Regions from separate parts of the Mus musculus genome. Here region 1 is linked to region 2. A link is a contact called in public HiChIP or PLAC-seq data. All regions are on one chromosome and are shown on one strand. Each heading gives the region's core, a stretch centred on a gene start, on an enhancer-like site or on the middle of the called end of the contact. The rest is flanking DNA. Distances are from core to core; before and after follow the strand shown. Region 1 overlaps Loxl1 (lysyl oxidase-like 1). Region 2 holds the start of 4930461G14Rik (RIKEN cDNA 4930461G14 gene).

Region 1 (5,313 bases), core at 2,598-5,097, 160 kb after region 2:
AGGGAGGGAGGAGTTAGGTGAGTCATGGGGACTTTGGTGGTGGTCAAAATTAAAGACAATGCTGGCCGGGCATGGTGGCACACGCCTTTAATCCCAGCACTCAGGAGGCAGAGGCAGGCTGATTTCTGAGTTCGAGGCCAGCCTGGTCTACAGAGTGAGTTCCAGGACAGCCAGGGCTACACAGAGAAGCCCAGTCTCAAAAAAAAAAAAAAAAAAAAAAAGACAATGCTGAACTTATAACAGGGACGATTCCATGTAACTACCCGAGAAGACAAAAATAATCTAAAGTGCTTCAAAACCATATTAGTATGTGTCAGGGGTGGGGACACTTTCTTACCTCTGGTGTGGTAGTGGTTGATGACATCATACATCTGTCAGAACCTTCCCAAACTGCACAGACCAAAATCTGTGTCTTTGTGTGTAAAGCATGCTTCAAAAAGAAGTTCACTTTCTTGTATTTATTTCCTTGCTTTGATTTCTATAAGTGTTTTGCCTCTATATATGTATGTGTGCTCTGTGTGTGCCTAGTGGCTGTGGAGGCCAGAAGGTGGCATCAGATCCCCTGGAACTGAAGTTACAGATGGTTGTGGGCCACCCTGTGACTGCTGGGAGTGGAACCCAGGTCACCTGCAAGAACAGCAAGTGTGGGGCTGGTGAGATGGCTCAGTGGGTAAGAGCACCCGACTGCTCTTCCGAAGGTCCAGAGTTCAGATCCCAGCAACCACATGGTGGCTCACAACCATCTGTAACGAGATCTGACGCCCTCTTCTGGTGTGTCTGAAGACAGCTACAGCAGTGTACTTACATGTAATGAATAAATAAATTAAAAAAAAAAAAACAGCAAGTGCTCTAAACTGCTGAGCCATCTCTTCAGCCCAAAAAGTTTATTTTTATAAAAACAGAAGAATGACAGGAGAGAGCTGAGACTCAGGATTATGGGGCATACCTCACCCCCTACTGGGATTTTCCTGCAGTTGGATTTCCTCATACTCTTTTGTAGGTTCCTTCTGTTCAGGTAGGGGCCTCTCTGAGGGCAGGACATGCATCCCACTCATTGCCAGTAGACCACATCCTCTGCTTCTTTAACAGTTGGTGACTGGATGCACAACTGTCCACATCTGTAACAGTGTACCTATCTCTTTAAGATCACAGGGAATACTGTATCTTGGGAAGTGTAAGGGCCCCTGTCTCTCAAGTGTACTCTCAGATAATTCCTCCCAGCAGCCCCTGGTTTACACCAAAGCTACACCTCCATTAGAATCAGAAAGGATTCCTTTTGAAGGGTCTTTTCTCATAGTCCTAAGGCTCAGAGTTGTTGATAGATCAGGGCTCAGTGTGCCCAGGATCAGGGCTCAGTGTGTGACCCAGCTCTGGGTTCTATGTGTGAACAGGATCAGGGCTCAGTGTGTGGTGAAAATCAAAGTTCGGCGGTTAGATCTCAATATGACCAGGATCAGGGCTCAGTATGTGATCAGGATCAGGGTTCAACACATGATCACAATTGTCCACTGTCCAGGATTGCACAGCCAGCTCATGAAACAGCCTAGAGAGGAAGGGTCGGGCCGGGAAAGCTCTGTGGAGCCATCTGTGGAGTATTTATTGAAACAGGGCCTGGGTGGGAGCGGCAGACTGTCTGGTGCTGAATGCCGGGCCCATGAGGCTTAAGCCCAGCTGCCACACCCACCTATTGCTGAGTTGCTAGAGATGGGGAAAGGGGACCCCTCCTCCCTTTCTTACTCCTCTTCCAGAAACTTCTGGGAATTAGTGGATGAGAACCATCTCCCAGCTGGTTTGAGGTCCTGAGGGTCCCTTGGGGAAATGACTGCAAACATTCCAGGGGGCTCATGTCATAGAGCCTAGACTGGCCAAGAAGTCCCCCATCTGCCAGGAGCCACCTCATCCTCACCCACCCTGTACTCTAAGCTTTTTCTCCATTCCAAGTAGGTGAGATCACCCTGGCTGCCCAGAGCAGGCTGCCCCTGAGGCCCAGGCCCCAGGGAGAACAGGTCCAAGGCCTAGGCCTAAGGGACGTATGTAAGTGTGAGTGTGTGTGTGTGTGTGTGTGTGTGTGCATGTAAGTGTGAGTGTGTATGTGTGTACATGTATGTAAGTGTGTGCATGTATGTAAGTGTGAGTGTGTGAGAGAGTCTGTAAGTGTGTATGTATGTGCAAGAATCTATAAGTGTGTGTGTGTGAGAGAGAGAGAAAGAGAGAGAGAGAAGGAGGAGGAGGAGGAGGAGGGAGGAAGGGAGGGAGGGAGGGGCAGTAGTATGCAGGCACATACCTCTGTCAAAGGCTATGAAGCCAGGCCTCCTTTGTCTGCCTCACTATCAGGACCTTTAAGCTGAGGGGAGGGATTGGCAGACAGGGTTCCTAGATCCCCCTCTCCATGACTCAAGCACCCCATCTTTACCCTTCCTCACTCCCCAAGAGTGAAGTCTAAGATACTAGGAAGAACTTACAGTCTCTTTTAATCATTTGCTGGACAGAATTTCAAGGCTCTAGAGAAGAACTTAAAGCCCCAGGCACTTCCCTGTAAACTAGCTGTGGAGCAAGAATCAACTCCACTACCTGAGCCTTCATCCCATCATCAAGAGCATCCTGTCCTTATTCCATGAGGCTGGTCTGATGCCTGCCTGTGGTTTCTGCTTATTGGTGCTAACGTATCCAGATTTTGTTTGTTTGTTTGTTTGTTTGTTTGTTTGTTTTGTTTTTGTTTTTCAAGACAGGATTTCTCTGTATAGCCCTGGCTATCCTGGAACTCACTTTGTAGACCAGGCTGGCCTCAAACTCAGAAATCCGCCTGCCTCTGCCTCCCAAATGCTGGGATTAAAGGCGTGCGCCGCCGCCACCACCACCTGGCCTGATGTACCCAGATTCTTATTGGTGGAAGAAAAAGGGAACTTTCTGACCCTGGTATAGCCTAGAGAACAAGTGCTCCAAAGGCTGGAACAGTCTTTAAAAGCCTCCTGGGCTCTGCAGGGGTGGGAGCCAGGCCCTCCCTTATGTTGGGCACCAAAGGTTGCCCACAGGGGATAGCTATGGGCTGGTCTGAAGTCTGACAGCCAGAAGTGGCAGCAGGTGCCAAGAAGAACATACTCCGAGCAGCTCAGTTGACACCAGGCTTTGAATTCTGCTGGCTCAGGCAGTGTTTTCTTCCTGCCCACCCCTCCTACCAGTTAACACCCACCTAGCTCTGCCTATGAACATTTTGGGGCCCACCCTGGGCCATAAGCCCAGGCTGTCTTGGTGGTCTTTGAAGACGGCTCGCTATAGAGGTGAGGGGGGGGCGACTTGGCCAGTGTGCAAGCCTGGGGAGCAAGGACAGAGGGAGTGGCTCTGTCAGGAAGTCAGGAAATCCCTTGGTCTCCCTGGTCCTGTTCCTAAGCCTTTACTTGTGGCATGCCATTCCACCCTCCAGACACCTTTTCCCTCCAGCTCCTGGGTCTTGTTCTCATTCCAAATCTTCTAGGCTGTCTCAATGGCTCCCACACCACCAAGCTGTAGAGGCAGTGAATTGCTACTAACCTCCTTGAGCCCAGGACCCTCTGACCAGGAAGAATGGCCAACAGTTTGGTGGAGGAGGTCGTTGGAGCCATCGGTAATCAGCCTGACCTTTTGGTGCTGTGTTCTTCCTCTCCCACTCTCTCCAGGCCTCCCTGACTTAGTCCCGGACCCTAACTACGTGCAGGCATCCACATACGTGCAGAGAGCCCATCTGTACTCCTTGCGATGCGCAGCAGAGGAGAAGTGCCTGGCCAGGTAAGAGGCTTGGGTGAAGCATGGAGCAGAGTGCCTTGGCATAGTCCGTGGGAATCACCCAGAGTCTGGCAAAGTATCTGAGCCTCTCAGAGCCCCGCCCTCCATCTTGCCTGGCTCAAGGAGTGAGGAAAAAGAAAGGGATGGATCACATCAACCTACACATTTTATCTACGAGGCCCTTTGCTACACTGTGACGTCAGTCTTAACACCAGCCCAGGCAGAATGGGCTGCCCTATTAGGAGACTAAGGCATGATGAAAGGAACTAAAGTTGATCCTGTCTGTATTTCCAGTGGTCAGTGTGGGTGTTGGGGAAGTCCTAGTGGGCACAGAACTGTAGGGCGTGGACAGGGACGGGTGTGGTCCTGGCAGCCTGTCTGATCATAGCAGGGAATGGCTGGGCATGGGTGACAAGGGGGCCTCAGCCCTGTACTGTTCTGTTCTGCAGAGAGGAGGAGAGCATTGCCCTGGCCCTGCAGAGCTCAGCTTCTGTGCTCTGGGGGCGCTCTCCCTGTGCTGAAAGACCGGGTTAAAGGGGACATTGATCTGCTACTCTTCTGGGCATCGATGCCCAAAGCATTTTTCCCCCTCTTTAATTGTTCACTTTAAAAACACTTTTTTTAAAATTAATTTTTTAACGTGAGAACTCTCTCAGCTTTTACTCTCTAGGAAACCATTTGGAATGTCAACATTTACTCATTTATAGACCTTTAGCCCCGTGCCCCTCAGAGTAGTTGACCATAAGCTCTTATCTCTCCGTGGTAAGATAAAGGACTTTCATCAGCATGGAACTCAATGGAATGCTTCTTTCCTAACGGCATCTGTTTTTAAGATGAGACTGGTCGGAGGGATGGGTAGAGCAGCTGATTTACACTCTGGTGAAAGTTCCTTAGATCATCACAATTGGGCAAAGTATCCCTATCCCGCCCATGGACAGCCACTCAGTTGACCTGGCCATTCAGGCCTTGTCTTGTGTCCCTTGTCCTGAGGAGGAGAACACACCACTTTGGCTGACATTCTTCCAGTGATAAGGGTACAGTCTCCATGGCGGCCTGCTTGGGTCTGAATCATTTTTGTCAAAGCTAAATTCTCACTACATCTTCTTGGACTATCTTAAGTGCCCAGCCCTGAGCTCCCAACTGGGTGAAGAGAAGGCAGCCTGCCCTGTGCCCTGGGCGACTTCTTCATCAAGCTGGATTGAGTGTCCCCTCATTCCAGGCTCAGATGATGGAACTAAGCAGGCAGAAGGAGGAGACAAAGAGCCAGGATGCACAACTCTGAGGCTAGGGGTGGGGGTGGGGCTGAGTGAGGTCAAAGAAGGAGGGGCCTGCAGGGATGTGGCCTCCTGGAAGGCTGGGATGGGATGACCAAGTCAGAGAAGCCGGCAGAGCTGGGGCCCTGCAGTGGGAGGCTTCTCTGCAATCAGTTCAAGTGTGGGCTGGAGCCCTAGGCCAGGTCCCACACTGCAGACCGAACCCAGAGAAGGGAGGGGATTTGCTTCAAGTCTTGCCATGAGCCTGTGGCCAAGCTAGGCCTAGAAGCTAGATCCGGTC
Region 2 (4,999 bases), core at 792-3,291:
ACCCCATTTTCTTGGTAACATATGGTAACCTAGCTGAGGCTCCATGAAGTTGTCAGTAACGGTATGGCTAGACTTGGGAACTTTACAGAGTGGCTAAGGCACTGGAGTGTTCTTGGATTCTTGTTGGTGAGGATAAGGAGGGAGAGCGGAGGTGGTGGGAGAACAGAATGGGGTGCCTGCTTGAAGATGACAAAAGGACTAGGCAAGAGGAAGAGGTTGGGCAGACAAGTGAAGAACATTCTTGTGGGGTCCATTCTGGATTCTGGGTTCTTCCCTGAGGGTGACACAGGGTGCTACACAAACTAGGCGGGTATCTTTCTGCTCCCTGCCTTTCCTGCCTTTCCCTTAGAAATGCCATCATGCTGGGCTCCACAGCAGATCCCTAGGGGGATAAACAAACCTGAGTGCCCAGAGAAGGATTGATAGAGAAGGGCCAGAGATGAGGGTGGGTCTTCTGCTCAGACCTGGTTCTCATGCTGATGACCGGAGCCTGAGCTGGGAGGACCTGAAGGGGAAATTGTCAAACTATCCCTTCATTCCACTGGACTCCTTTCCAAAGGGGCAGCCGGAAGGGCAATCAGGAGGTGTGGAACTTAATACTGTAGCCCATACTCCAGATAGGAAATTTATTTTCTTAATCCTGGGTAAGCTAACACTATCCTCCACATCATAGTTTCCTGATCAGTAAAGTGAGGCTTGAAACCACATCTCAGGATTGTGGCATGAATTTTAAAAAGAGAGCCACACCGAGGATAATGTATGTAAAATTCCTAACATGATGCCTGGCAAGGGGCAGCTCCCAACCACTAGCTGTAATGATGGTTACTATTACTAATCCCGTTGGGCAGTGCTTCTCCACCTTTGAAAACTCTAGGTTCCTTTGTGAGAGGCACACAGGTCTCAAACCCCTGCCTTCTTCCACACAGGATTTAAAAAGAAATAAAGGCTGGAGGGGTGGGGAGACATTTCAAGAACTTACAAGAGAGCTTCCCAAATACAGGGATGGCTCCGGGTGGGCTGGGATGGGGAAGGTGTTCTGGGCTGCATTTCTGAGTGTGGTCCCGAGGCTCGGAGCAACCACTTGGGTAGGACTCCCCTCTTTCCCAGGCTACCCGCAGTGTGTGTTGGATCCCCGCCCAGCCTCGCAGCTCAGGCCGCAGTGACTTTGAGCCAAGAACAGAGGAAGCTCTTTCGAATACAAATACCTTTGGACCCTCAGATCCCAGCCGGCGCGCCATTCTCATGCTAATGAATGGGGCTCCAGTTCAGGTGGTTTTGAAGGGGAAATTGCCAACACAGTTACCCAGCCCAGCCTGCTGCGTTTCTCCTCTGCCAGGACTAAGACCTCGGGGATCATTTTTAGCACGGCCTCCAGTACCAGCACCAGCTCTACCCCAGTGACTCTATAGTTCTGCAAGTCTCATGACTGGCTGGGCTCCATTATTTGGGGTTTATGAACTGAACAGATCCTTCTAAATCAATGTAATAATTCACGTGACAGTGATAGCTGCCATTCACACACCTACTCTCCAGTCAGGGTGTTTGGGAGTGTGCTCAGAGCACTGGGTCCGTCATTGTTCCGTCTGCAGCAGTGAGGCCCAGAAAGTAAGGCAAAGTGCTCCAGACCTTGCCACTGTGGTGCCAGGCTCCAAAGTCAGATGTTGTATAGGGCTACACCTGTAGGACATAGGCCTTGATCATAGGTCACATCACCCTATGATCATCAGTTTGGGGTTTCTGGGCCTGTAAATATTCCCCCACTGAAGCCCCATTTCATTTTTCTGTTGTCTTATCATTGCCCTCTCCCCTTTTATCCAGACCTGGACAATACCTGTTTTAACTCAATGAACTACTCACCCTTCAAGGCCTAAGTCACTTGTACCAGCTCTGCTACATAAAGCTGTCCAAGCAAGCTCTCTTCATTCTGTCTCCACTGTTCAGATCTTTAGGATAGTCCTCAGGTGTGGTCCTGTCCCCTTCTGGGCTGGGAAGTACTTGAGGGAGAGTACCTGCCTAGTTCATCTCCACAATGCCAATGCCTGGCACTGAAGAGGTCAACTCAGGAACTTTGGAAAATTCCATCTCCTCTCCTGGAAGAGAAAGGTCATAGAGGACTTAGGCACCACCCCCTCCGGAAGGGAGGGGCTAATTACATTCCTCAGACAAGGTGGGGGGAGGGAGGAACCAACCATCAGCCACTTGCGGGTATGGGAAGTCCTGAGCACATAGACACATTCTGTGACCATTGGCCACCTATAGACAAGGGAAGTCCTTGCCACCTCATTCCCTAAAGACCAATCAGTTTAAAAGTCGCACTGTTCTGCCAATCACAATGTGCGCAATGGCTGCGGCTCTGAAAACTGTATAAAAACTTACCGAATGGGCTGTGCAGAGTCCTTGTTCTCTCTTCTTCTTGTGCAGGGTGACCCCAGCATGCTGGAACAATAAAATTCCTCTTGTTTTTGCAACGATTCCCGGCTCAGCGTTGTTCACTGTGTGTGTGTTGGGGGCAAAGGTGTGTGTGGGGGGGAAATCTCTCACCAGAGTCTTACATTATTGGGCCTGGTAATCAGCTTCGAGAATGTTTCCAGGATGAGCCATTGACTAAAAGGGATGGTTCCAGTGGAGAAGGCTCTGGGCACTGAAGGGGGCACTGAAGCAAAAGTGTCATGAGCTCTTGGCATCATGAAGCTCCACACCTTGGCTTCACTCTCCCATCTGTGCTGGCAGTGTCTCCTCCAGAGCGTCCTAAGACAGGTCACTTTGTACCTCAGGGCCTTGACTAAGGCCAAGGAAAACTTGACTCAAAAGTGACTTCAGCCTAGATAGGCAGGGTACCAGCATTGCATTTGACACCCGTCTCCTACCAAGGTATGGGGAATGTGGCTGGTGGGTCACTGCCTCCTGCCTTTGGGGGGCTGCGTGGTTTTGGAGAGAGCATGTATACTTCTATTCAAGAGCAGCCAGACCTCTAGGTAATCAGGCTCTAAGCCACATCCCAGCTCAGATCAAAGGCAGCCAGACTATCGTCAGTTCACATGAGTCACACATTAGCCAAGCATCATGGGAGAGTGATCTTCCCCGTGAAGCCTCAGTCACAAATGCCCTGCTCCCCCACCTCTGCTACGAAGCCCAGACATATTAACTAAGCCTGCTTCCTTGAGATGCAAGACCTTCCACCCCCAGACACCTTCAAAAGGAGACATGTTCCTTGGCTGATGAGATGGAAACTCTCTCAGACTCTGTCCCCCAGTGGCATCTGCAGCACTGATAAGGCTCTACCCTACAGGACAGTGTGACTCAGCCTCTCCTCCTCCCTCTCTTCTCTTTCTGCCTAAAATCTAATACTCCTCAGATGACTTCTGAATGGACTTCCCCCTCCACCTTGGCAATGGCTAGGTTGCACACTCTCTCAACTCCTTCTTGAATTTTCCACCCCATCCTGGACTTAGTAGAGACTAGAGAAGAGCCTTGTAGAGACAGTGAGCTAAGCAAGCTCCAGGCTGGGGTACTCCTCTTTTGTTCAGCTCTGACCTGACTCCTGTCCTATAAAAGCCCACCCTGGCTCTGGAGCGGTTATGTGTAGGGTTCTGGGAGGTGGGGGGAGAGGGATACTTATTCAGGAAGTCATGTCCTGGAATTTATCTCCATAGCCTAAGAGGAGGAAGCACTACCCGGCTGGTGGTGCTGGGGTAGGCTGAGGGAAGGAAGTCATTGGGGTTTGATGGGAAGCTCATTTTGCCGTAATTGTATTGTGCACATTAAACCAGAAATTGTGAGAGTGAAGGCAGAGCAGGAAAGGTGCTGAAGGAGTTTCCAGGGGAGGAGCAGGGGCTGAGGAGGCATCCCAGACTCATATGGGACAAGGGGTGGGGCTTTAAGGTCCTCTGGGCCAGGCAGGGACAGCACCACCCTACTCTTTTATATTTACATTTTTATTTTCACACATATATGTATATGTGGCATGCATGCCTGTTTGGTGTGTGTGTGCGCGCATTTATGTGTTCAGGTAAAGGTGTGTTGAAGCTAGGGGTTGACATTGGGGGTTTTGACCATTCGCCATCTACCTCATACATTGAGGCAAGGTCTCTCATTTGTACCCAGAGCTTGCGGATTTGATTAGTTTAGCTTCCCATCTTGCTTTGGGGAGCCTCCATCTGCTTCCCAACACCCCTTAGAGGACTGGGCTTAAATAGGTGTGCTAACTTCCTACCCAGCATTTAGATGGATGTGGGGATTAGAACTCAAGTTCACACAAGTGCTTTACCCACTAAGCCAGCCCCTCCCCAACCAGCTCTTGCCAGTTGAGCCTAAAGAAGGTGGTAGGCAGAATGCAAGAACCAGGTTTCTGCTAAACTGACTGTTCACTAAGTGGCAGGCCCTCTGGATCGTCTTCTCACTTACATGATGTTCTTCATTGGAACCCTTGAAACAAACAATTGAGGCAGACACGATGCTACCTCAATTCCCCACGAGAAACCTGTAAGAAATGGACATTCTTTTCCCAAAGACACACAGCGATTTAACAATTTAGCACAGTCCAGGGAGGTGAACCTGACTTCTGCAGTGAATATAGATAGGAAAACTGAGGCCAGGTCACTGGGGAAGATGGAGAAACCGTTTGCATGGATCTGATATCTTGATGTAAGCCCTACCCATGCAGCAAGCCAGGAGTAAATACTTTGGTTGATTCATCTGCCCCATCCACTTCCCCAGCATCTATTTATTTTCCTGGCTGAATACACAGAATATAGCCTGGCTCATGGTGAAGCCCAGAGTCTTACTTGCCAGAGGAAGAAGACAGCTGTCAACGGACCAAAAGAATAAGAATGCTTCCTGGAGAAGTATGTTGGGACCCTTGGCTGGGCTTCTTGCCCTCTCTAGAACCAAGATGTCACTTCTGCACACCAAGAGCTACCCCTACCTTGGGGCAACAGTGGAAGCCATGGCTGGAGAAAGCAAACAATTCCTGAAGGTGACAGATTCTCCTGGGAAGGGA

What was found. HiChIP or PLAC-seq counts read pairs in DNA pulled down with a chosen protein or histone mark.
Region 1: an H3K4me3 HiChIP or PLAC-seq map of embryonic stem cells shows a contact between it and region 2, with 6 times the contacts expected there. The contact joins the enhancer-like site here to the promoter of 4930461G14Rik in region 2. A contact is called at or near these places in 1 of 15 datasets of contacts at CTCF or cohesin (the NIH/3T3 cell line), 4 of 484 Hi-C or Micro-C datasets (the HPC-7 cell line, the N1E-115 cell line and embryonic stem cells) and 8 of 115 datasets of contacts at active chromatin or transcription factors (embryonic fibroblasts, embryonic stem cells, epiblast stem cells and 1 more).

The regions. Positions count from the first base shown.
Region 1 is chr9:58,296,070-58,301,382 of GRCm38.p6, reverse strand. Loxl1 (lysyl oxidase-like 1) reads left to right here. Exons shown (of 7, transcript NM_010729.3): 2 at 3,654-3,762. Among named protein-coding and RNA genes, the nearest start is that of Loxl1, 14 kb to the left of the region's middle. Within about 2 kb of position 3,847, at least 69 of the 459 cell types and tissues checked have an H3K27ac peak or open chromatin away from gene starts, as enhancers often do. A contact at or near this core is called in the N1E-115 cell line, embryonic fibroblasts, embryonic stem cells and 1 more, where this site is marked.
Region 2 is chr9:58,452,215-58,457,213 of GRCm38.p6, reverse strand. It overlaps 4930461G14Rik (RIKEN cDNA 4930461G14 gene), which reads right to left and starts at 2,041. Exons shown (of 3, transcript NR_040736.1): 1 at 1,858-2,041.